Regions from separate parts of the Mus musculus genome. Here all the other regions are linked to region 1. Evidence: chromatin contacts called from public promoter capture Hi-C data. All regions are on one chromosome and are shown on one strand. Each heading gives the region's core, a stretch centred on a gene start, on an enhancer-like site or on the middle of the called end of the contact. The rest is flanking DNA. Distances are from core to core; before and after follow the strand shown.

Region 1 (2,645 bases), core at 60-2,559:
GCCACCTACTTCCACAGAGGCCTAGACACAGTAAACAGAGAGTAGTTACAAAGCACAGAAGGCTAACAAAACTTGCTGGGAAACCAAAAGTGGAACTAAGTGAAAAAGCACCTTCCACGAGTCGACACAAGGTCACGGTGGCACACACCATTAATGGGAGACAGTGGTAGGAGGATCTCTAAGCTTGAGGCCAGCCTGATCTACAGAGTGAGTTCCAAGACAGCCAGAGCTACGTAATAGAGAGACCCTGTCTCAAAATAAAACAAAAACAAAAGAGTATTATTACCTGACCTCGCAAGCAATGGTTAAAGGGCATGCTGGTTCACACAGCACTGATCTTTGAACCATTGACCTTGCCTCAGTCTGGTAAATGGGAGTACAAGACCTCACTGTAGCTCTCACGAACACAATCCAAAGTCAGGAAGGACATAGTCAAACACAGAAAACTTTCAAACATATTCTGCCATTCACATTCATGATCCTCTGACGGAGCTCACAGCTGCAAGACCAAGATCATCTTGCCAGGCTCGTGGGTAAGGAAGGTGAGTTTGGGTGATGGAAGGAGATGGGTGACATTGCTGTCCTAGGAAGTGCTTTTCCCAGGGAGAGTGTGATAGAATCAGAAGGAAGTGGAGAAAAAAAAAAGAAGAAGAAGAAGAAGAAGAAGAAGACGCAGAGGAGTGAAGGATGCATTTCTCTCAAACTTGCAAAAGCCACATTTCATGGTGATGCTAAGATGGAAGACTTAAAGCATCCTGCTAATTTAAAACACATCTTCCCCCAATCACATAATCCCACCGCTGCTTTAACTCACTGGGTTTTTTTGGTGTCTTCAGCTTTGTAGCCAGTCGCTGAGCTTCACCTGTTTTAAGGCAAATTCTCAAACACCAACACAAAAACAGTAGAAGCACCGAACTAGATTTGTACTTTCTTTCACTCCAGGACACCTACTAGAACATGTTTGTCCCTGATCCAAACTAAGGCGAGGATCGCTTCAGCGGCCCCCTTAGGTGCGCTCAAAACACGGACACCCAGGGACAACCAAATAGATGGGAAATTATATACGAAGCCGAACTTTTTCTACTCTAAACTCAGTTTCCTCACAAAGCCAAATCTGCCCTACTAAACGCTCCTTTGCATATTCCAAAAGCCAGACCCAAATCAACGGCACATCTCTTCATCCAAAGCTCTGGAGGGTTGGCAAAGCAAGGCCTGGAGAGGAGAATGTCTTTGCGGGGACTCAGGAGCAGCTGCCTTTCGGGGAGCCCCTTACCTGCGCTGCTGGTCCTGGGACTCTCCGCCACACCCCTGGCTCCACGCACACCCTCTCTGCGCGTCCGGGCGCGGAGGGCGGGCCTCCTCCGTGTGCAGAGAGCCAGGCAGAGCCCGGCTCGCGGGTGCGGCGGCCGGGCAGGGCAGGGCAGGGCTGGCCGGTAGGATCTGGCCGCCACCGGGCGCTGCCCTCCTGAGGCACCGGCGCGCCGCTCCGGAGCACAGAACTAGGGTCAGCTTCGCGGCCCTGGGACCATAAGACTTGGCAGTGCAAGCGAGGGATCGACGTGGGGGGCGGGGGGGAGGCAGATGGGCACGCTCCACCAAGTTGTGGGTGCCAGCGAGTCCAGCTGGGGCTGCGTGAAGTGGCGACACGGAGGCGGGCATCTGAGAAAGGAGCTGGTCCCTTAGCAGCCTAGGTGCAGCGCTCCGGGAGGGGGAAGGGGCCGGCTGAGGAATACCTGAGCCCCGGGGAAGAGCAACAGGGAAAGTCGGGCCACAGTCCACGACCAAGCAGCCCCCCACCCTCAACCCCCGCCATTCTGCCGCCACTGCCAGTCCGAGGGCAGGTGGCCCTTCTACTATACTACTCTGAGACCTTGACGGGAGTCCCGGGACCTAGAACCTCGCAGGTAGTTTTCTACAAGAGGATAATGGGGACCCCCAGGAGTCCCTGAAGAGTGAGGCCGGGGACCTTGTATGCTAACCATTCAACATGATAGCCTAGCTCGTAGACTGAAGCTTATACCCAGCAAGTCCTGTAGTGGGTCACCCCTGTCCCTTCCTGGTCATATATATGCATGCAGCCCTCCTTTGCCATAAAGCACCCTTCCTGGAGCTCTGGAGATTAAACTGTTAACTCTCCCTGCCCTTGAACGGAGTGTCTGATGGGTTTGCTAATCCCCATGCTATTTGTAACCTGCCCCGTGACACTTGACAACTATCCAACTGTGCTAGTTTCCACACCAGAGGTCAGGCCACTGTGAGAGGTAAGTCAAGTGTGCTCTGGACCCAAACACAGAGGCACCCAGAGCTCTGGGGACTTTCCCACCCTTGCCTTTTCTCCCTAGCTTCCTGTCTCCTTGAAAGCCCATCCATTCTTGTTAGCTTCCTGATGGATGAGTTAGGCTTGGTAAGCAGAGGCAAAGAAAGGGGTCACGGTGGGGTCAAAAAGGTTTGGGGACTGGTGGAGTGGGAAGGGTAAGATGGGGGCTCACCAGGGAAGCACATAGCCATGGGGATGTGGTGGGCACACAGGTCTAGCGGGCCAGATGTGGGCTTTCTCACAGTCAGGGTGCTCTGAGCATGGGGTCTCTAACAAGGCAGACTTACATACTGGCTAATATCAGTATCCAGCACCCAGCTGGCTCTGC
Region 2 (2,645 bases), core at 104-2,603, 720 kb after region 1:
CCATGGTCTTTCTCCTTCCGCTGCTTTCTGTATGTGTGCAGAATTGGTATTTATTCCGTTTAAAAGGATGAAAAGAAACCACAAACATTTTCAGTGTGGCTGTCAAAAAGGCAATGGAAAATCAGATTATTGTTGATTCATACATCATTAAGTGAAAGGAAAGCTGTCTGCTCCCTTACATTCAAGCTCAGATCAATAAATACCACCCTCTTCACCACCTCCCCCATCCAAAAGGGATTTACGGCGGTGGAATAGAAACTTAAGTAGTTTTGGTGGATTTACCCCTCCTGTAGTATGGAGAGACTACATAGCACTTTTCTCCATTATCCTTGGCTATTGGTAAAGTATCTGTCTCACAAGCTTACGTACCTGAGTTCAGATCCCCAGAACCACTTAAAAAGCCAGGCCCAGGAGTGCAGTTATCGTCCGGTAATGGCAGGGAGGGAGCAGAGAGACATGAAGCCCTGGGAGCTGGCTAGCTGCCTAGCCTACACCCTTGGAGATGCTCTTCTGTGTGGCCTTGACTCTGAAATGCCAAGGCTCACCACTCAGCTTTCATTTCTGTCCTGAGGTCCTCAACCCAGTGTCTCCCATGGCACATTATGCTGATATCATTAATGCTCTTTCTCAGTCATTATAACCAAGGAACACACACTTTGAAGTTGGCCTGCACACAGTCAAGTCTATAACAGATGTCCTCCTGACTCTCCTGTGCCCTACAGCTCGATGTGCTGGATGGAGTCCTGAAGGTGGTGACGTCTCCAGATGTCCAGACTTCAGAGGCACAGCCTCAGGAAGGTGAAGATGGCTTGGGCTCAGCAAACCTGGTGGAGCAGCTAGACACTGAGGAACCAGAACAGTCCAAGCTTCCCCGATACCTCGAGCGCTTTCAGGTGATTCGTAGTAGAAACTGAGCCTTTTCCTGCATCAGTCACACACAAAGGCATGAAAAACTCGCATCAAGAATTGCAGTTGTGTTCCTTCCCACAGACCGTGGCCTTTTGGGAAAGCAGTGGCATTGTTACGACTTCATGCTTGAGCTGATGTCACGGTTCCGTTCCCTGGGGCAGCACGGCACCCCAGCGGCTTCTCAACAGCAGCCTGATTCCCACTCAGGGTGGCAAGTGACCAGCCATTTCTCTACACTACACCAAATGTGCTGGGTCAGTCACAGCTTCAGCAGAGATAAGACTCACGAATCCTTTGTGGCGCTTAGCTGGCAGCTTTGTGCTGTTCAGCAGGGCCATTAGAGACACTGCCTGTGGACAGGTTTCCAGAACAGTGCTGAGCACTCAAACTGTCAGTGAGCTCTCTGTCCCAAATGCTCTGCTGTTTGTGTCAGGGAAGAAAATCCCTGAGCCTGCTCTCTGCTTTGTTTCTTGTCTCTTTAATACAAAAAGAAGGAAGTACTTTCAGGTTATGATGTCATCATAGGAGCGGGAGAATTCTCCTCCCACGCCTGCTGCTGCACTGTGCCTTTTCACAGCAGGAAGGAGAGCTGGGCTCCTGCCCGTGAGTCTGTCTCTTCTGACCCAGCAATGGCAGGCCTTGCCGTAGCACAGGATCCCATGGTATTTTAGGGTTTTTTCTCCCCAATACTTCTGAAGGGAAGTCATTCTTAGCTTCTCTCCTGTAATTTGAAACTAAGAATAAAAAGATTGATGTTCCTTGTCATACCCCAAGGACAAAGCAGAGTAGAGAACTTAGACACAGTTCTTTCTCTTAACTTTGCTTGTCAGTGTATAAAACTTAAAGAAAACAAGAATCACCACACTTGCTGGGCGTGGTGGTGCACGACTTTAATCCCAGCACTCGGGAGGCAGAGGCAGGAGGATTTCTGAGTTTGAGGCCAGCCTGGTCTACAGAGTGAGTTCCAGGACAGCCAGGGCTACACAGAGAAACCCTGTCTTGAAAAAACAACATCAACAACAAAACATTAAAAAAAAGAATGACCACACTGCTGAATGCTGCCTGAGGTTGCTGAGCCACTGTCAGGCGTCAGGTTTGCCTGGGTTTTGTAAATGTTGTACTCAGTTTTGATTGCTTTTTGACTTTTGGCCGTTTTTTGTCCGTTGCGTCTCAGAGGATGGAGACCTTTGTCTTCACTAGCTTCTAGCCCTTTTACTGCCATGGGACACTGTCTGAGCATCCAAGAAAGAACAGAAACACATGTTTGTAGCCTGCCATCTGTGACCTTAGCTATGTTAGCAGCTGTAAGCCCCCTCCCCCATTTCCTTTATCCTCACAGGAGGCCTGGGCGGGAGAGTCTCGGCTTATGTGACCCAGCAGTGAGCTGGGATTTGGACAAAGCCAACCTCCTCACAGTTGAGATTTCCTGGCTTTCTCTTTGGCCTCAGACTACCTGGAAAATTATGTTAGGAAGAAATGGTTTTCAGTTTACATTTTCTTCCTGTTGCCTGCTTTTCATTAGTCTGAGGTCATCTGTTTGGGTCTGTTTTTATAATTAGTCTGCTCCTTAGATCCCATCGGTCTGGCCCCCTTTGCCGTTCTGCCAGATCCTATGCTGTACGCTAAGTCACCTCGGGGTGCGAGCACATGTGACTCTCAGCTGCAGCTGGGGTCCTAAATGTCACTCTCTGGTGATCTGTGTCTAGAAGCACTTAAATTGATTAATGCTTTTAGTA
Region 3 (2,645 bases), core at 43-2,542, 650 kb after region 1:
CATCCAGAGAGGTACAAATACTATATATCCCTGGTGAGAAGCAAACATCTCCAGTCAAGTATTGAATGCAAGTCTTACATTTGAAAGAGGTAGGGATTGATGGAGTGTGAAGACTGGTTGACAAGATGAGCTATGAAGAACAAATGGGCATTTGCTATCTAGTTGGGGGCTAGCAATGCAGACACCTACACACACACACACACACACTGCAGACACCTACACACACACACACACACACACACACACACACTTTTGCTTGGTTTATTTTGGGAGAAACATGAAATATTGGGAAAAGCTATATCATGACTTCCAGTTTTGAAACTTCGGCACTGAAGATAGCCTTTCAGATCTGGACTCAGTAACCCTAGATCAGAAATCACTGACCACAGATCAGCAAGTCTGGAATGTACCCTTCTGCATCGTTGGCTGTGCATGAGATAAAAACAGATGAACCGTGCACTGAGATCTGACACAGTAAGGTAGTAACAAAAATAGTTGTTTATGAAAAGGCAGTCCTGTGACGCTGTCAGATCTGGGTCTTTAGTTCAAATACAGCATCTGCCAGCTCCCTGTGACCTTGGGCGAGTGACAACCTTGTCTACTTCCTATTCTGTAAATGAAGAAGGGTACCTCTGTCACTGGATGCTATGTGTGTGTGTGCGCGCCCACATTATAATAATTTTATTATCAATAGCAGTCACGCCTTCAGAAAGGCGGTAAGGAATAATTTGGGGGATGAGGACGCCTGCCTCGAGTCTTTGAGAATGTAAGCAGCACAGCTTGGGTTCCCATCTCTTAAACTCCGCACCAAAACCTTGCAGAAAAGGACACCCGACGACTGAGGTATGTTCTCGAAGAGCAACTTGGACCTTTGCAAGTGCAGTCCCTAGCTGCCCTTTGCTTTCCAGGCACAGAGCAGAGGGGTTCACAGTCCGGAAGCAAACCGGGCTGCTCACGCGTGCAGCAAAAGGGAAAGGGCGCACGAGCCTCCTCCAAAAAGAGAGGCCGCGGTGGGCTCACGCTCCCTTCTCTTCCACCCTCCCTCCTTCCAGGCGTGCGGCCGCTCGTACCTCCGAGAGTGCAGCGGCAGCAGGCGGAGCCTGAGCCCGTCACCCCGGGATGCAGCGAAGGACGCGGCACCCGCAGGCGTTCCAGGGGCCGAAACACTGTAGCCATGTTGTTCCGGGCCGGGCTGCACCATCTGCGGGACCCGGGCAGGGGGGACCTCTGAGGTGGTAGGACCACTTCCGGCGGAGGCGGGCTCTGTGCCTGTCCCCCCACGCCCGCCTTCCACTTGGTGCGCTCCAAGATGGCGGCTCCCATGGTGCGGTGTGGGATGCTCCTGGCTCGGCGACTAGACGCGTCTCGCCTTTGCCTCGCAGGTTGGTGGCTGCTGCCTTGGAGCTGCAGCTCCATTTAGGCCTCCCAGCACGCTGTTTATTGAAGGAAGGGGGTGATGGGCTTCCAGGAAGCGCATAAGTGCGTCTGGGATCCGGTTGCTAGAGAAGCCGTTTAGGGTATTGGTAACCCAGAAAGGAAAAATAATCCCTCTTCTTTAAGGCTAGTACCCGCCATTCCAAACTTTTGAAAAGTAGGGGAAGGCTGTAGCATGAGGTTCTGCGTATGTCTTGCAAGTTTAATGTATTAAATTAGTAGACTTCTTGGTGATCATGAAAAACCCAAATATGTTCACTCCGTGGGCTAGAACAGTTTTCTTCCCCTGAGATTTCTTTGGAGGGTCATCAGGCAAAAGTTTTCCCTCACTGCCTTGTACTTGATGACCCGAACCCTTGGTCTTCATCTCCTGAAAGAATTTTTCAACACTAGCCTCACTTTACCTGGTGACCTTGGCCACAACTTCTGCCTGACATTTCTTTTTTTTTTTTTTTTTCCACCAGTAGGTAAACAAGCAGAGCGATTTGATGGCTTGAGTTGAATCACATAATCACTCAAAGCCTTTTTAGGGTACCTAATGGTGAAAATACGTTTTGAAGTTTTTGCAAAACCCGAGTTTGTAGTGCTTACAATCTCGTAATCCTTGAAGATGTGCCAGATAACAGAAGTAAAATGAACTAACCACACTTGGATGTTTGCAATGCTGCTTGTTTTCAATCAGACTCCCTTAACACCAGTCACAAAAAGAGAAGCAATGCTCACTTGCTCTCACTCCTGTAAGTGTACAGCCATTTAAAAACTCCACAGTTGTCCTCAAGAGTTTTCTAAAGATAAAGTGTTTGAACTACCTGGCAAGAACACTTCATATCACACATTTGACAAATTGATACGAACAATATTTGGCACTAAGAGTGCTTTGTAGAGCTATTTGGCATATTTAATTGTGATTGGTAGTAAATTCTTTGAAGTTTCATAAGACCCACACTAGTAGATACAGGAGAGTAAGTTGGTTGCTTATAATGGCTGGGGCAACTATTGTAACAAAGGAATGGAAACTACACAGAGCAACTTGAGAGAACCTTTACTTTGGCAGTTTATACTCTGAAGCTATCCCAACTTGGTAGTTGCTAGTACTTGTAGCTATTTAAATTTAAGTTGAAGATAAATAAGATTAAAAACTAAGTTTCTTCACGGCAGTTAGTGTTTTATGTGGTCAGTACATCCATGTAGCTGATGTCTTTTGTCTTGGA
Region 4 (2,645 bases), core at 74-2,573, 610 kb after region 1:
ACGTCCCGGATTATGGCTTTGCATTGGTTTTGCTTGTCATGTCCCCAACTTTGCACCTCTAAGGATACAGGAACAAACCAAACTGTTTCTCTTACTATGCTTCCACAACACAGACCTCTGCTCTAATCAAATGTGTAAGGGCATGGGGTGTTGCTGTGCAGCCAAGCAAGCAATTAGCACTGAAGCAGGCACCAGCTCAGTCCTGACACTGTCTACTGGAACACACCATCAGATGCCAGGCCACAGCTCAGTCCCATGAGACAGTCCTCCGTTTTAGATGCCAGTTTTAAACTCTTACTTTGTTAGGACTGTGCTTTCGATTGGCTGTAGGTCAGCATCAGAGTTGACTAATGTGCTATAGAAGCTTCCAGAACCCAGGGAAACATTGGCATTCACTGTTTGAATTTGTAAAAGGTACCATGGAGGATGCAGATGTGGAGATGCATAGGACAAGGTCGCTGGAAGGAACGCTGGGCCTCTGGCCCTCTCTTGGTAACCGGTCTTCAGGAATCTCCACATGTAGGGCTATCTAGAAACTCTAAAATTCAGTCCTTTTTGGTTTGGGGTTTTAAAGGAAGTTTTATTATATAGCTTAGCCATTGGTGATCAGCTTAACTGTCAGCCCTTCCCAGCCCTCACCCACCAAGTTTGGGAGGTGGGGAATGGGAGTTAAGCATCCCAAGACACCAATCCTGTCTTGGTATGATCTATGACTAATCTGCATCTCGAAGCTTGCTAGAAGCTGCTAGCTTATCAGTCATCTCACTAACATGAAGAAGGCATCACTTTGAAGATTGCAGGATCTTAGAAGTTGTATACCAGGAAGCAAGGCCAGAGAACAAATGCATATTTCATAATATCACAGCAAAGTCCATTTGTACTCCCGTTGCCTTGGGCCCATTCCTTTTTGTTTCCTTATTCCAGCTTTTGAAAGACAGGAATCTGACTGGCACCACTCATTGTTTCCAGTAGTTCGTATCTCACAGGTACTCTTTGGCTGCCTGTTGGTCCAAGTGCGCATCTTATACCAGTCAAAGATGGTTCCGATCACACAGTAAATTAAGGGTCTACTGATGAGGTGATTTCTTTAAAAGGAGCGCAGACATTTTATGTCCAAAGCATTTGGTTGTTTGGTTTGTTTTGTTTTAATCTTCTGGAACTGAATTTCTTAATTGGCATTTTCGGGAAAACTTCTCCTGATTTATACAAATATGTTATTCAGAAACTCTTTATTTAACTGTGAGTCCCAGCCACGCTGCTCCCATCTGCGAGGCCGTTGGCACTTTTCCAAGAATCTATATTGGATTCCACCCTCTCACTCTGAAATTTCAGCATGATTCTGGAAGGGAGTGAATCTATGTATCCTGGCCTCTGGGCTTTCTCCAAGGTCTGGTGACTTCCTAACTGGGCCACCCCTTGGTGGCATCTTTCCCAGAGGTCCTTCAGTACCATACCAGAACTTCGTTTTCCCATAGAAACCCTGTCCTAAGGTCCCATAGAGGCTTGTTGGCTTAGGATCTTCAATGGGTACAAGGAAGTTATCAAGAAACAGAAGAGGGGTTTAGAGCTCCCTAAGCCTCAGTCTGGCCTGAGAGTCTTGCTGCACAGATGAAGAACATGATTAGGCTGCAGCCTGCAAAGGGTGGAGAGAAAAGCCGGAAATGAGCTTAGATCTGCCTAACTCCCTACCCCATTCTGTGCATTGACTGGGCAGCTTCAAAGAAAGAAAACAGCCCGGCCCCGCCCCAAATGGCGAATGGATCAAGCCAGGGTGTAGAGACAAGCAAACAGTGGCTACCGAGGGACCAGATTCTCAGTGAGGACACACAGCCAGATTCTTGCCCAATAGAAAGGACGGGCTAAAGTGTCACTGACATATTTGGAGGTCATGCAAAGTCACAGAAGGCGAGGCACGAGTGACGAGTGACGTCTCTGAGGCAGCTGTTTGGATTAAAAGATTAGTCTAGAGACAGGTGTCACACGGGTTGGACTAGGAAAAGCTAAAGGTGGTTTAGACATGCAACTCTAGATGACCTCTTTTTTTTTCATTAATTTATTTATTCATTTTAAAGCCCAATTGAAGCCCCTGCCTCCTCTTGGTCCCCCCTCACCCAGTTCCTCCCCCATTCTCCCCTTCCTTTGTTCTCTGAGAAGGGCAGACACCCCTGGGTATCACTCCACCCTTACACATCAAGACACTGTATGAGAGAATGAAGCTCTGGTATAGTACTGAAGGACCTCTAGGAAAGAGGCCACCAAGGGGTGGCCCAGTTAGGAAGTCACCAGGACTAGGTATATCCACTCCCACTGATGCCAGACAAGGCTGCTCAGTTAGGGGAATGGGATCCACGGGCAGGCAACAGATTTAGGGACAGCCCCCGCTCCAGTTGAAGACCAAGCTGCACATCTGCTGCATATGTGTGGAGGGCATAATTCCAGCCTGTATATGCTCTTAGGTTTATGGTTGACACTCTGGGAGCCCTCAAGGATCCAGGCCAGTTGATTATGGTGGTCTTCCTGATGAGTTCCTATCTCCTCCAGGTCCTTCAATCCTCCCTCCAACTCTTCCACAAGACTCCCGAGCTCTGTCCAGTGTTTGGCTTTGGGCCTTGGCATGTTTCAGTAAGCTGTTGGGTGGAACCTTC

What was found. Promoter capture Hi-C pulls out the DNA fragments that hold promoters and counts their contacts. Capture Hi-C pulls out chosen DNA fragments and counts their contacts.
Region 2: a contact with region 1 is called in a promoter capture Hi-C map of liver, with 3 times the contacts expected there. The contact joins the promoter of 6430562O15Rik here to the promoter of Tmem171 in region 1. A contact is called at or near these places in 5 of 39 promoter capture datasets (liver, neutrophils, pre-B cells and 1 more) and 1 of 9 other capture datasets (embryonic stem cells).
Region 3: a promoter capture Hi-C map of adipose tissue shows a contact between it and region 1. The contact joins the promoter of Mrps27 here to the promoter of Tmem171 in region 1. A contact is called at or near these places in 1 of 39 promoter capture datasets (liver), 4 of 115 datasets of contacts at active chromatin or transcription factors (bone marrow-derived macrophages, embryonic stem cells and memory CD8 T cells) and 2 of 9 other capture datasets (adipose tissue and liver).
Region 4: a contact with region 1 is called in a promoter capture Hi-C map of hematopoietic stem and progenitor cells, with 3 times the contacts expected there. The contact joins the enhancer-like site here to the promoter of Tmem171 in region 1. A contact is called at or near these places in 9 of 39 promoter capture datasets (the C10 cell line, cranial neural crest, embryonic stem cells and 5 more), 3 of 115 datasets of contacts at active chromatin or transcription factors (embryonic stem cells and pancreatic cancer cells) and 1 of 9 other capture datasets (embryonic stem cells).

What each region holds. Positions count from the first base shown.
Region 1 is chr13:98,693,533-98,696,177 of GRCm38.p6, forward strand. It overlaps Tmem171 (transmembrane protein 171), which reads right to left and starts at 1,310. Exons shown (of 4, transcript NM_001373965.1): 1 at 1,274-1,310.
Region 2 is chr13:99,411,473-99,414,117 of GRCm38.p6, forward strand. It overlaps 6430562O15Rik (RIKEN cDNA 6430562O15 gene), which reads right to left and starts at 1,354. Exons shown (of 2, transcript NR_015515.3): 1 at 370-1,354; 2 at 1-99. It overlaps Mrps27 (mitochondrial ribosomal protein S27), which reads left to right. Exons shown (of 11, transcript NM_173757.3): 10 at 723-893.
Region 3 is chr13:99,343,494-99,346,138 of GRCm38.p6, forward strand. Mrps27 (mitochondrial ribosomal protein S27) reads left to right here and starts at 1,293. Exons shown (of 11, transcript NM_173757.3): 1 at 1,293-1,382. The coding sequence starts at 1,310. It overlaps Ptcd2 (pentatricopeptide repeat domain 2), which reads right to left and starts at 1,185. Exons shown (of 10, transcript NM_026873.2): 1 at 1,071-1,185. The coding sequence starts at 1,176.
Region 4 is chr13:99,302,733-99,305,377 of GRCm38.p6, forward strand. No RefSeq gene overlaps it. Among named protein-coding and RNA genes, the nearest start is that of Ptcd2, 41 kb to the right of the region's middle. Within about 2 kb of position 1,324, at least 18 of the 459 cell types and tissues checked have an H3K27ac peak or open chromatin away from gene starts, as enhancers often do.